Regions from separate parts of the Ovis aries genome. Here region 2 is linked to region 1. A link is a contact called in public Hi-C data. All regions are on one chromosome and are shown on one strand. Each heading gives the region's core, a stretch centred on a gene start, on an enhancer-like site or on the middle of the called end of the contact. The rest is flanking DNA. Distances are from core to core; before and after follow the strand shown. Region 1 overlaps UBE2R2 (ubiquitin conjugating enzyme E2 R2). Region 2 holds the start of UBE2R2 (ubiquitin conjugating enzyme E2 R2).

Region 1 (6,954 bases), core at 3,011-5,510:
GAGTTAAATTCACCCATTCCAGGTGAATAAATTCACCCATTCCAGGTAAGTATAATACATTATAAAAGATTTAAAATGAAACCAAGAATAATTTATTTGACCATGTAGAAAATAGTATTCAAGGGGGTTTTACAGTTCTACAATATTAAAGAATTTGGAATCATAAATGAAGAGTGACAAAGAAAACCAAGTAAAATGGAAAAGCAAGACAACTATTAAGTCCAGGAAAAATTACAGAATTTCTAAGAAAGGAAATATAATCATACTACACACTGGGGACACAGTCAACATAATACTTACATGTAGAGCCATCTCTCAGTATCCATGGTGGGGACTGGTTTCAGGATCCCCATGAATTCCAGAATCTGAGAATGCTCAAGTCCCTTATATAAAATGATGCAGTATTTGCATTAACCCACACACATCCTCCCATATACTTTAAATCATCTCTAGAGTACTTAAAGTGCCTAATACAATGTAAGCCATTGCCAGCACATGGCAAACTCAAGTTTTGCTTTTTAGAACTTTCTGGAATTGTTTTTTTCCTGAATATTTTCAATCTTTGGTTGGATCAATCTGCTGATGTGGAGCCCATGGATGCAGAGGGTCAGCTGTATTAAAAATAAGGAATATGTATGCATCAAATGAAAAATAAACTAGAAATTGCTATAAACATATTAGGAGAGACAAAGGAAGGGGTAATGGTGATAAGAGTCCTGGAGTGGGTTGCCATTTCCTTCTCCATAACAGCAATTCAAAAGAAAATATTAAAAGTTAACAATCATTTATAGTATTAGCACACCATTTAGAAATCTGGGGGAAAAAACCATATAAGAAATCAAGACTGAAGAAAGAAAATGTGGGAGAGATAGGTAAAGCAGTGTACTGCTATTTAACAATATTATATTTAACTGCTATCATGGGGCTTCCCTGGTGGCTCAGATGTTAAAGCGTCTGCCTGCAATGCGGGAGACCTGGGTTCGAACCCTGGGTCAGGAAGATACCCTGGAGAAGGAAATGGCAATCCATTCCAGTATTCTTGCCTGGAGAATCTGATGGACGGAGGGGCCTGGTGGGCTACAGTCCACAGGGTCACAAAGAGTCAAACACGACTGAGAGACTTAACTTTTACTTTCTTTAACTGCTATCATAAATCTAGGGGCATTTTTTTTAACTATGTACATAATTATTTGCAACAGACAAAATATCCCAATAACTCAAATATCCATCAACGGACTAATGGACAAAAGAAAATGTGGTATACACATACAACAGAATATTATTCATCCTTAAAAAAGAAGGAAATCCCACCATTTGTGACAACATGGATGGCACTGAACTAAGTGAAGTCAGTCAGTCACAGAAGGACAAATACTGCATGATTCCACTATATGAGGTATCTAAAATAGCCAAACTCCCAGAAGCAGAGAATGGTGGCTGCCGGGGAATGCGGGGGAGGGGAAATAGGGAAGTTGATGTTCAATGTGTATAAAGTTACCACAAAAAAAAACCACCCACAACTATATATACACATCACTTTGATAAGAGTGGGGGGAAAAAACCCAAAACTTTAGAAAACAGTGCTTTGCTGAGTGCTGCTGCTGCTGCTAAGTCGCTTCAGTAGTGTCCGACTGTGTGTGATCCCATAGACGTCAGCCCACCAGGCTCCCCCGTCCCTGGGATTCTCCAGGCAAGAACACTGGAGTGGGTTGCCATTTCCTGAGTGCTACCTGGGAGAAAAAGACTGCCTAACAGAAACAGTGATAAAGAATAGGATGGTGAGAGGTTTTGCGTTTTCATTCTTAGTTCTCCCCTATTTACGCTTTGGGATAATGACCACTGGTCCCCTTCTCCAAATAAATCTACAGTTTAATCTCACTTTACAAGTGTCTTCAGTGTAAAGTCAGGACAGTGCAAAAGCCTTGCTACTGTAAGGCACTGACAAAAATGCATACAAAGAGCTTACCTTACCCTCAGCATTCACTTTTCCAAGCCTTTCTCCCTTTCCTCCTCCAGATCCCCAGGAAAGATAGACTATAATCTAAGGCTTCCTTCCACTTTTTCCTGTGAGTCTCAAAGTAAAACCCTGCCCAATGTTGTTGTATAGCAGCAAACAGAAATGACTAACACAGATTTTATGGTGCCTAGGGCTCATTCTTTCTCTAGAAATGTACACAGACTTGCACCTGGACTTTGATTATTTCCATTCCCCACAATAGTTTTAATAGCTGAGAACTAACAAACACAGTTGCAAAAAACCTCAGAAAAAAGCTGCTCATGAAACAAAACAATCACCTGAAAAATATATACAACTATTATAAGAGACAGATAAAACCAGGCAACAATACAATTTTAATCCTTTATTTCCTTAAAAATATTATGACAGTCCACACAGTTTCCATCCCAGATGCCCTGAGGAAGGGGAGGGGCTTAGGAAGCCCTACCTTCTTGAATACCATCAATAAAGTACTGTATACCCCCCAAAATTATCATGCTTATTTTAAATTCTCGATCTATTTCAAAATCCAACAATTTGTTATCTATAAGATTAAAAAATATTGGAAAAAACAAAAGGGTAGAATAATGTACTAAGAAAAAACATGCTAAAAGTTGAGAAGCAATCTGATAAAATGCAATTTAAAGACCAAAAAATGCCTTTAAGAGACTAAAAGTATATACATTTATAGACTGGCCAAAACAAGAAAGCTGCATACTGTTAAGTGTTGGCAAAGATAAAACAAACATCATGTACTGCTACTTAAGAGTGCAGATTCATTTCTTCCCTATTCTATTTGCTAGAGAAAAATCCTACACTCTTCAGTAAAGTTAAGTTGGCATCCCTTATAATCCAGCAATTCTGCTCCTTGTTCTATATTCCAAAGAAATTCTCAAAAAGGTATGTAACAAGACCCATATTTGGATGTTCACCATAGCAGTAATGATCACAAAGTAGAAAGTCAATCTGGATGATTATCACTGAAAACGAACAGCTAAATTATGATGGACTCATACTATAATGGGGATGTCCCTGATGGTCCAGTGGCTAAGACTCCATGCTCCCGATGCAGGGAACCCATGTTCAATCTCTGGTCAGAGAACTAGATTCCACATGCTGCAACTAAGAGTCCCACATGCCACAGCTAAGACCTGGCCCAGCCAGATAAATAAATATATATTTGGGCTTCTCAGATGGCTCATTGGTAAAGAATCTGCCTGCCAATGCAAGAGTCTGATCCCTGGATCAGGAAGATCCCCTGGAGGAGCAAATGGCAACCCATTCCAGTATTCTTGCCTGGAAAAAGTTCATGGACAGAGGAGCCTGGTGGGCTGCAGTCCATGGGGAACCAAAGAGTCTGACACAACTGAGAAGCATGAAGCAGCAGCATACTACAATATTAACTGAAGCAATTAGGTATACACAGAGCATGCAGCATGGATGGATCATTAGAACAAACTACTTAGGAGGAAAAAAATTAACATAAAGGAATACATAAAGTACATATACATGAAAACACATTTTATAGGAACAAGAACTTTAAGTTAAGTAGAACAGCTGCCAAATGAAAGTGGAGTTTGGGGATAAAAGGAAAGATATGGCAATAGAAGTATAATTTTTGCACAAACCGGTGACAACAATGGCCATATACTAAGGACTGTGATTTATTCTCCATTAATCTGCATCAAAGATACAAAAAGAAAATTGTTTGTGAATAATCAACATAAATTTGAAAATAATTCAAGAGTGGCAATAATACATAATAGAATTAAAATAGAAAAGCTGAAGACACCATGACTTGCTTTGGAAGAGAGAATTCTTCTACATAGCCAGAACAAGTCCTGAGAGTAGGCCTTAAATAAATACTACCTGAAAGAATCTTTTGCAGTGCTGGAAAAGTTTCTACATAGATTACCTACTCACTTGCCTCATTTCATACATGTCAACTTATCAGAAAGTATAGATATTAAAAGAGAAAATTAAAACCACTGATACTACAGTAAATATATTCACCTACCATTCACCTCTGCCCTAAAAAAGACAACAGTGAGGCCTGGAAGAGAAAACCAGGCCCCCCGTCTCAAAAAGCAAGGAGGCAGAAAACAGTCTTCTCATTCTCAGTATTTGCCCGACCCAATCTCCTAAGATTTTGTCAAACAACCTGGCAACAGCTATCCACACCTAAAACTGGGGCTGACACCAGAAGTCCTAGCCAGCCAAACTGTCTGTTTATATTTATCCTGAAGTGGACAAATGCCACCAGGTGGCACCAAACTGCAGTCATGATCTGATCAGATCAGCATCAAGCAGCTGGATTTTTTGTAACTCCAGGCCAGCTAGAGGCATCTCTTGGGGCTCGGCTAGTAAACAATCCACTTGCAATGTGGGAGACCTGGGTTTGATCCCTGGATTGGGAAGATCCCCTGGAGAAGGGAAAGGCTACCCACTCCAGTATTCTGGCCTGGACGATTTCATGGACTGTATAGTCCATGGGGTCGCAAAGAGTTGGACACAACTGAGCAACTTTCACAGGCCAGCTAGAAATAACACTAGGCTCGTATTTTGTATGATGAAATTTTTGCATCTCCACCTATCTATGGTGGAGTTCTACTACTCACTACCAACCAGATAATCATTCTGAATATTCTAGAATATGACCTTCTAGATTCACATCCCATTTTAATACTTTAATATGCTGCTGCTGCTACTGCTACTAAGTCGCTTCAGTCGTGTCCAACTCTGTGCGACCCGAGAAACGGCAGCCCACCAGGCTCCCCTGTCCCCGGGATTCTCCAGGCAAGAACATTGGAGTGGGTTGCCATTTCCTTCTCCAATGCATGAAAGTGAAGTGAAAGTGAAGTCACTCAGTTGTGTCCAACTCCTAGCAACCCCATGGACTGTAGCCTACCAGGCTCCTCCATCCATGGGATTTTCCAGGCAAGAGTACTGGAGTGGGGTGCCATTGCCTTCTCCATTAATATGCTGCTATATATTAAAATAAAATTAAACAGTATCATTTACACCATTGTAATATGCATGCATATAAATGCATATTTTATCTGAATGCACAGCATTACCCACTGAATAAAACACAAAACTATGAATCCATACAGACATAAATATTAAAAAATTCAAAGTTGAGTAGGAATTGAGACTGGTTCAAAACTAGGGAAGGAATAAATCAAGGCTGTATATTGTCACCCTGCTTATTATTTAACTCACATGAAAAGTATATCATGTGAAATGCCAGGCTGGATGAATCACAAGCTAGAATCAAGACTGGTGGGGAAAATATCAATAACAACAGATATGCAGATGATACCACTCTAATGGCAGAAAGCAAAGAGGAACTAAAGAGCCTCTTGATGAGAGTGAAAAAGGTGGCTTAAAACTCAACATTCTAAAAACTAAGATCATGACATCTGGGGTCGCATTACTTCATGGCAAATAGGGGAAAAATGGAAACAGTGGCAGATTTTTTCTTGGGTCCAAACTCACTGCAGACAGTGACTGCATCTATGAAACTAAAAGATGCTTGCTCCTTGGAAGAAAAGCTGTGACCAACCTAGACAGCATATTAAAAAGCAGAGACACTCCTTTGTTGACAAAGGCTTGTATAGTCAAAGCTACGGTTTTTTCCAGTAGTCATGTATGGATGTGAGAGTTGGACCATAAGAAGGGCTGAGTGCCAAAGAACTGATGCTTTTGAATTGTGGTGCTGTATAAGACTCTTGAGAGTTCCTTGGACAGCAAGGAGATCAAACCCATCAATCCTAAAGGAAATCAACCCTGACTATTCATTCCACAGACTGACGATGAAACTCTAATACTTCAGCCACCTGCTGTGAAGAGCTGTCTCTTTGGAAAAGACCCTGATGGGAAAGACTGAGGGCAGCAGCAGAATGGGGTGACAGAAGATGACGGGGTTAATGGCATCACTGACTCAATGACCATGAGTTTGAGCAAACCCTGGGAGATACAAGGAAGCCTGGTGTATTCTAGGGTCTCAAAGAGTTGGACACGGCTTAGCAACTGAATAACAACAGAAAGTGAGAATGTATGCAGTTTCATAATAGCTTCCAACAAAATACTTATTAATTAAAAGGGGAAGGGTAAAACTTTATAGAACCCTTCTAAGTCACCAGATCTCTCTTAAGTGACCAAAGCGGACATCATCAGTAATGAGACAAATCAAAACCATGTGTCACCCTAAGTAAACATGAGGAAATTTTCCTAACTCAAACTGAAGGATATTCTACAAACAGAATACTGTCAAACCTATAAAGGGCATGCAAGTCCAGAAAAGACTAAGAAGGAATGATTACAGTCTGCAAGAGATTATAAGAGATGGGCAACTACTAAAAGCAACACATGATTATGAACTGGATCCTTCCACTACAAAGAATAACATCAAGATAATTCACAAAATAGAATGGAGCTTGAGGATTAGATGCCAGTAGTGTCTCAATCTTAATTTTGCTACTGTTGACAATTATGATTATGTAGAAGGTTCCAGTTTGTAGGAAATAAATTCTAAAATATTCAGAGGAATAGTGGGACATCAGAGATTGGCAACTTACTCTCAAATGGTTCAAAAAGAAAGCTATAAGTCTGTAACTATTGAAAAAAAATTTTTAACCATTAAAAAAAAAGTACCTACCAAGGATATTCATAAAGTTGCTAGAATGGTTGCCCACGGGATAATGAGAGGGAGAAAAATGGGAATGAGAATAAAAAGAAATGGATACATAAATACATATCAACCATCAAAAGAAAGGTCTAGTATAGGCAAAATAATATAAAGAGCTTTGAACTGAGAAGTATGATTACTTCAATCCTAGGAACAGCAACCAAAAAAAATGGTTTAAATAAATATGTGATTCAGTCTTGGGGTAGGGCTCACCTAATGTGTGGCTTTATGCTAGAAATAGCACAGGAAGTAACTTAAGACTCACTTT
Region 2 (6,954 bases), core at 2,621-5,120, 44 kb after region 1:
AACACTTAAATGTTATGCCCATCATGAAAGAGTCACTCTTTCTGATCTCCAGACTCACTGCTATTATATAAATAATGCAGGAGTTACAAGGAGGTTCTATACAAAAGCAGCCACACTAAGTTATGATCACTATCAGGAGTTATTTGAAAATATAGTTGTTTCTAAAAGAATAGGGGTAAACTTGTTAAAAGTCATTACTACTGCTCACGTGATCAACAAGTTCCTCTTCCAGTAACATAACAGAATTCCAACTCACTCCACATTAGCAAAATTAAGATCAGAAGTGTTCTGGGTATTCTAAGTCATCTCCTACTTTGTGTTCTACAAGATTGACCCCAGAGAAAAAATTTGAAGCAGCAAAGAAATTCACTCTGTGAATCAATGAGATCAAGAAACTGGACAAACAACTCCCCTGGAGGTCCAGCGGTTAAAGCTCCTGGATTCCAAAGCAGGGTTACCAGGGTTTGATCCCTGATGGGAGAACTAAGATCCTACATGCCACGCAGGGGAGCCAAAAAAATAAAAATAAAAAAATTTTAAATTAAAGAAACTGGACAAAAAGATAATGAGGCCAAAGAAGAGTTTATAACATGCAGAGAGTCAGACACAAGAAACTACTTTTGCCCACCATACATCTATATTCCTCTCGATCCCCAATCATACAGATTCAAGATATTTGAAAAATAAGTTGAAAAAACAAATTTTGAAATACAGGTCTCACAAGTCTATTACAACAGATGCCACAGTTAAAACAGACTAGGGTCAACTATTTCATGGTGAATAAGATCAGTTAGAAGTCTATTAATATGTAAAAGGTAAAGGAGTTAAATTATGAAAAATTTAAAATGACTGGCAGCCCACTGCCTTTGGAAACTATAACACACCATCAAGAAAATAGTTTCACTTGGAAATAAATTACATTAAATGTTCAAGAACCACCATTTGATCAGGGAGAATAATAGTAGAGAAAGATCTGTGCCAACTTTTAACTGCAGCTGTAGTAGACACACTAAAAGCCTTGTTTCACAAAAGCAGTGAAATAAAAAACAATGGTTTTAAACCTGTCACCAGTGTTAACTGCTCATGACCATAAATTTGCCTTTTCCAATGAAAGACTTTGGAATAAAAAGCCATTTAAAAAAGAAAAAAAAAAGGAAGACGAGAACAAAATTGAACAAAATTCTCACATACCACTAAAACACCAAATCTGTTTAAGAATTTTCATACATTTTTTACATGTCACAAAAGTAAAAAAATATACATCTAAACATACAACAAAACGAGATTCTTTTTAAATAAGATTGAATTTAAAAAGCAGTTAATTTAAATCAGTGCATGCTTCAAGGAATCCTCCTTCCATATTACCTATGCCAAACTGAGAGGGTTCACCACACTCCATTCTCAATTACCTAAGCAAAACTATTACCATTTTAAACCCATTATTTCCTTTGTTTGTTGTTGTTTGTTTTTAATGCATTGCCTAGGAGTAAGATAATTCTAACTAGTAACCATTTATCCTGACAAGTGATTGTCCCAAATAATGATACTTTTTAGAAATTAAACTTCATTTCACTAAAATTAGCCAGTAGATTTTGCAAGTATTTTCCTCTGAAGAGTACAGTGTATGGTTGGTATATACAATATTCTAAATACTAAACGCATGCTTCTAATCAGCTATTAAGTGACTATCACAGACATGAATAGTAAACATTCCACAATCAATTCTTCACATTTATACAAAACAGACCCAATCTCAAGCCTGAAACTGAGGCTTCTACCTTTAGAAGAGTAGAAACTAAACTAACTGGGCAGTCCTTAAAAACACACGTAACTACATGACTAAGATACTCATTTAAAACTTATGCCAAGATAGCCCCTCCCTTCAAAACAAACTAAGACTGACTCACAGACCTATTTTACTTAATTTTGGAAATAAAAAAAATTAACTTAAAAGAATTCTTAAGTACTCATTTCCTCTCTGTCCCCCATCATTTAAAACTTCGACCTTCAATCTGTGATTTTCCCCTTAAAAAATGGTTAAATAAAAACAAAAACAAAAGACCCTCAATATTTCCAACTATCTATTTGGAAACTGAAAAAACTACTGGATTCAGGAATGATAAAAACCACTGTTCTAACATCTTGGAAAACAATAGAAAGTATAACTACGGTCGCTAAGGATCGGTCCTACTTTGTGAAACCATCCCACCGCAGATGTCACTCTTCACCTGTGAGACCACCCCCCTCTCCCCGTTTGCTAGAGTTAGCCATCTAAGCAAAAGGTTTCAATTTTGTCTCCCTGAAGTGGGAAATCATCAATCTCCCTATACAACATGTTCCGCCCTCAGTGGATATTTCTACACGGGAGGCCGGGGAAGGCGGGGGTGAGTGCAGTAAAGTTGGTGGCAGGGTGAGGACAAAGGGCATTTTGAAACAGCATTGAAGTAAATAGAAAATGAGGACAGAAAGAGGGCTAAATTCGAGTTCCCTCAAGTGGCTGATGGCAAGAAAACGCAGGCGCCCTTGTTTACCACCCCTAGGGTCCTATTCTCCATTACCACCCACTGGAATGCGAAGTTGGAACCACCACTATATGCAAGAAGCCCTCAAATCCCCAAAATGTCAGGTCAGTAGGCAGCCTCTGGAATGACAGGCCGATACCCCTCCCCCACCCTCCTACCCCACCCCCCCACCCCCAAAAAAAGGTCCAATCCCGTAAGTGCAGGTCACTCTGCCCTCTGGGGTAGTTCCAGCCGGCGCAGAGATGGTTCTGATGGGAGGCCGTGGGGGATCCCTTTCTTTCCGTACACCCTCGGCGGGGGAAACAAAACAAAGACCTCCCCCCTCCTCCTCCGGTAGCCACTACCCTAGCCACAGAGGCTTTCCTATTTCCCGGTGCAGGCTGGCCTCCCGCCCCCGCCCCCATGACAAAGAAAAGGCACCGGGTGAGCAAGCGAGGCCTTCCTGCCTCCACGGATGGGGGGAGGGGGCTGCAGAGGTGAGGAGCCCCCTCCGCTCCCCCGCGCTCCCACTCTCGGCCGGGAAAACAGCCGAAAACTGCGGCCTCCGCCCGGGGAAGCCTGAGCGGGGTTGCGGGTACCTTGAAGTAGCCGCCTTCGTAGAGCGTGTTAGGGGGTCCGAAGATGGCAACCTCCCAGTTGTAGAGGTCGGATTCATCCACCAGGGTGATCCGGAAGCCCTCCACCGGTTCCTCCTGCAGGGATTTCAGCTCGAGCATCAGGGCCTTCTGCGAACTGGTCATCTGCTGCTGGGCCATCGCGGCGGCGGCGGCGCCGGGCCGGGGCCCCAGTCCTCACGCACCAGCCGGGCCGGACCAGGCCCCTCCCCTCCGCTCTCCCTCTGCCGGGCCGCTCCGGGCCCCTGTCTTCACACACCCGGCGGCCCGGACCAGGCCCCACACGGCCCGTGGGCCGGCCCGGTTCCTCCTCACACACGACGCGGGCCGGGCCGGGCCCTTCTCCTCACACTCGGGCCGGGGTGGGGGGAGGGGTGGAGAGAGTTGAAATTCGCTCCGGGTCTCGGGCCTCCCCCCCCCGGAGGGGGCCTCAACTTGGTTGGCGGTGGGGGGGGGAGAAGAGGTGGAAGCGGAGGAAGGCGGCGAAAGGCCGGCGACGGTGAGGAGACCGGGCCGGGATGGCCCGGGAGCGCCGCGCTCGCTCGCTCTCTTGTTCTCCTCGGGGGCCGCCGGGGCCGAAGGGCGCGAGGGGCCGAAGGGCGGGGGAAGCGCGACACGCGGGGGTCTCGCGGCTGCGGCGGCGGCGGCGGCGGCGGCTGCGCGGGGGGAGGGGCGACGGCGGAGGAGGAGGAGGAGAAGAGCGAGAGCGCCTCGCGCCGCGGGAGCGACGAAGCTGAGAAGAAGAAGGGAGGGAGGAGGGGCGCGCGTCGGGAGGGAGGAGGGGCGCGCGTCGGGAGGGAGGGCGGCTCTTGGCCGAGAGCGGCTCTAGGCGGCGAGCGACGCGACGCGCGTGCGCGCGCCCCTCCCTCCCTCCTCTCCCTCCCCACCTCCTCTGCCCCTGCCGCCCTCCTCTCCCTCCTCCCCCTCCTACTCCTCCCACTTCCCCGCCTCCTCTCCACCACCCCGCCAGGTGGCGGCGCTTTGTGACGCCGGCGCGCGTCCCCCGCCCTTAAAGGGCCAAGCGGCAGTGGGGGGTGACGGTGAGGCCGGGGTTTGAGGGTGGCCCCTGGGGGTGCCCTTGTCCCCAAAATGATGGTTGTGCGGCTTGACGTTACGTTTCCAAAGGCGCGCCCCGGAAGGGACCTCTGTCCTAGAGCTGTCATCGCCCTCCTCCCCCTACTTGTACCCTCAGGCCTCCCGCAGTTGTCTTCCTAAGAGCCCTGATCCTCTACAGGCCTAACGTCCCCTCCCCACCCCGCCGTAACACACGGTCTGTCGTCCCAGCACTCAGTAGGTGCTTGACAAGGATGTGCTGACAGTGCGGGTTTTGTCGTTGGGAACAAGCGTCCTGACATTTCTACGGATCCAGTCCTCATGCCATTGTGTCTTTGGAGAGCAGCGTGTTGCCAACTTAGGGGGTTGAAGTGCAGTTTCCCATCCGAGAAATGGGGAAAGCAGATAGGTCAGTTTCTACTTCCCTTAACTACAAAGAGGAAGCTGTGGGAAATAAAAAGAGAAATAATCATACAGACTGAACCTGGGTTCTTGGCCCTTGCTGTGTGATTTGGGACAAATGCTGTGGCTATCCTCCATTTACCCATTTGTAAAATGAGGTACTTGGTTGAACTTTGACCCCCTGCAGATCTTAGACCTGGGGTTCTTTGAAAATAATCATGAGTGAAGTGAGATGTGGAAATTGTCTACAATCCCATAATTTAGGCCCTGTTTCTCTTTGGAAGGCCTGTCCTATGAAAACTGAACATTTTCTAGAAAAGGCAGGATACTGTGAGTTCCACACATTTAGAATTCTGGGATCAGAAACATCCCTGGTTCCAATCCTGGCTCCACCATTTATATTATATTACCACTTCCTTTTCATCAGCTTCTGTAAAAGAGGTTAATTATGCCTAACATATAAACAATTATAAAAATTAAATCATCCATGTACAGAGTTTAGCACAATGACCAGCATATGGTAAACACTCCATAAATAGGAACTTTAAGAAAAAATGGGAGGGGGATTCAGGGTTGGGAACTCATGTACACCTGTGGTGGATTCATGTCAATGTATGGCGAAACCAATACAGTATTGTAAAGTAAAAAAATAAAATTAAAATTTAAAAAATTAAAAAAATTTTAAGGCATAGTTATATTCTGGTTACCACCCCCTCCATTTTTTAATAGACTTAAAAAAAAAAAAAGCAGAGAAAATAGTACAGATAATTTCCATATACTTGGCATCCAATTTCCCCTTATTAACATCTCACATTAGTGTAGTACATTTATTACAATTAATGAACCAATGTTGATATATTATTAACTAAAATTTTAGTTACTCACATTTCCTTAGATTTTACCTAATGTCCCTATTCTCTTCCAGGATCCCATCCTAGATACTATTTTTTTTTTCCTATATTTAGTTTTCATATTTTATTAAGGCTCCTCTTAACTATGAAAATTTCTCAGACTTTCCTTGTTTTTGATGACTTTGGAAGTTTTGAACAGTACTGGTCAAGTATACTTTAGAATATCCCTCAGGTAGAATTTGTGATGTTTTTCTCATGATTAAACTGGAGTTTGGGCTTCCCAGGTGGCTCAGTGGTAAAGAATCCTAATCTGCCTGTGAATGCATTGAACCAGATGCTGGTTCAATCCTCGGGTCAGGAAGATCACCTGGAGGAGGAAATGGCAGCCTACCCCAATATTCTTGCCTAGAAAATTCTGTAGACAGAGGAGCTTAGCTGGCTACAGTCTGTGGGATGGCAAAGAGTCTGACATGACTGAGCAACTGAGCATGCCCACAGGGGAAGAGATCCCAGGAGAAAAATATTTTCATCACATCATATCAAGAGCACATAATATCAACAATGCTGTACTGATATGCTGATATTGACCTCAATCACCTGGCTGACCTAGTGTGTCAGGTTTCTCCACTGTCAGTTCAGTTCAGTCGCTCAGTCGTGTCCGACTCTTTGTGACCCCATGAATTGCAGCACACCAGGCCTCCCTGTCCATCACCATCTCTCGGAGTTCACTCAGACTCACGTCCATCGAGTCCGTGATGCCATCCAGCCATCTCATCCTCGGTCATCCCCTTCTCCTCCCGCCCCCAATCTCTCCCAGCATCAGAGTGCCTTCCAATGAGTCAACTCTTCGCATGAGGTGTCCAAAGTACTGGAGCTTCAGCTTCAGAATCATTCCTTCCAAAGAAATCCCAGGGTTGATCTCCTTCAGAACGGACTGGTTGGATCTCCTTACAGTCCAAGGGACCCTCGAGAGTCTTCTCCAACACCACAGTTCAAATGCATCAATTCTTCGGCGCTCAGCCTTCTTCACAGTCCAACTCTCACATCCATACATGACCACTGGAAAAACCATAGCCTTGACTAGATGGATCTTAGTCGGCAAAGTAATGTCTCTGCTTTTAAATATGCTATCTAGGTTGGTCATAACTTTTCTTCCAAGGAATAAGCATCTTTTAATTTCATGGCTGCAGTCACCATCTGCAGTGATTTTGGAGCACAAAAAAATAAAGTCTGACACTGTTTCCACTGTTTCCCCATCTATTTCCCGTGAAGTGATGGGACCAGATGCCATGATCTTCGTTTTCTGAATGTTGAGCTTTAAGCCAACTTTTTCACTCTCCTCTTTCACTTTCATCAAGAGGCTTTTTAGTTCCTCTTCACTTTCTGCCATAAGGGTGGTGTCATCTGCATATCTGAGGTTATTGATATTTCTCCCGGCAATCTTGATTCCAGCTTGTGTTTCTTCCAGTCCAGTGTTTCTCATGATGTACTCTGCATATAAGTTAAATAAGC

Evidence for each region. A called contact is a pair of places that touch in the nucleus more often than the background predicts.
Region 2: a contact with region 1 is called in a Hi-C map of hypothalamus, with 5 times the contacts expected there. The contact joins the promoter of UBE2R2 here to the enhancer-like site in region 1. A contact is called at or near these places in 11 of 16 Hi-C or Micro-C datasets (blood, hypothalamus, liver and 4 more).

The regions. Positions count from the first base shown.
Region 1 is chr2:37,640,606-37,647,559 of ARS-UI_Ramb_v3.0, forward strand. All of the region lies in intron 1 of UBE2R2 (ubiquitin conjugating enzyme E2 R2), which reads right to left. Among named protein-coding and RNA genes, the nearest start is that of UBE2R2, 45 kb to the right of the region's middle. Within about 2 kb of position 4,261, at least 8 of the 54 cell types and tissues checked have an H3K27ac peak or open chromatin away from gene starts, as enhancers often do. A contact at or near this core is called in hypothalamus, where this site is marked.
Region 2 is chr2:37,685,202-37,692,155 of ARS-UI_Ramb_v3.0, forward strand. UBE2R2 (ubiquitin conjugating enzyme E2 R2) reads right to left here and starts at 3,871. Exons shown (of 4, transcript XM_042243095.2): 1 at 3,101-3,871. The coding sequence starts at 3,277.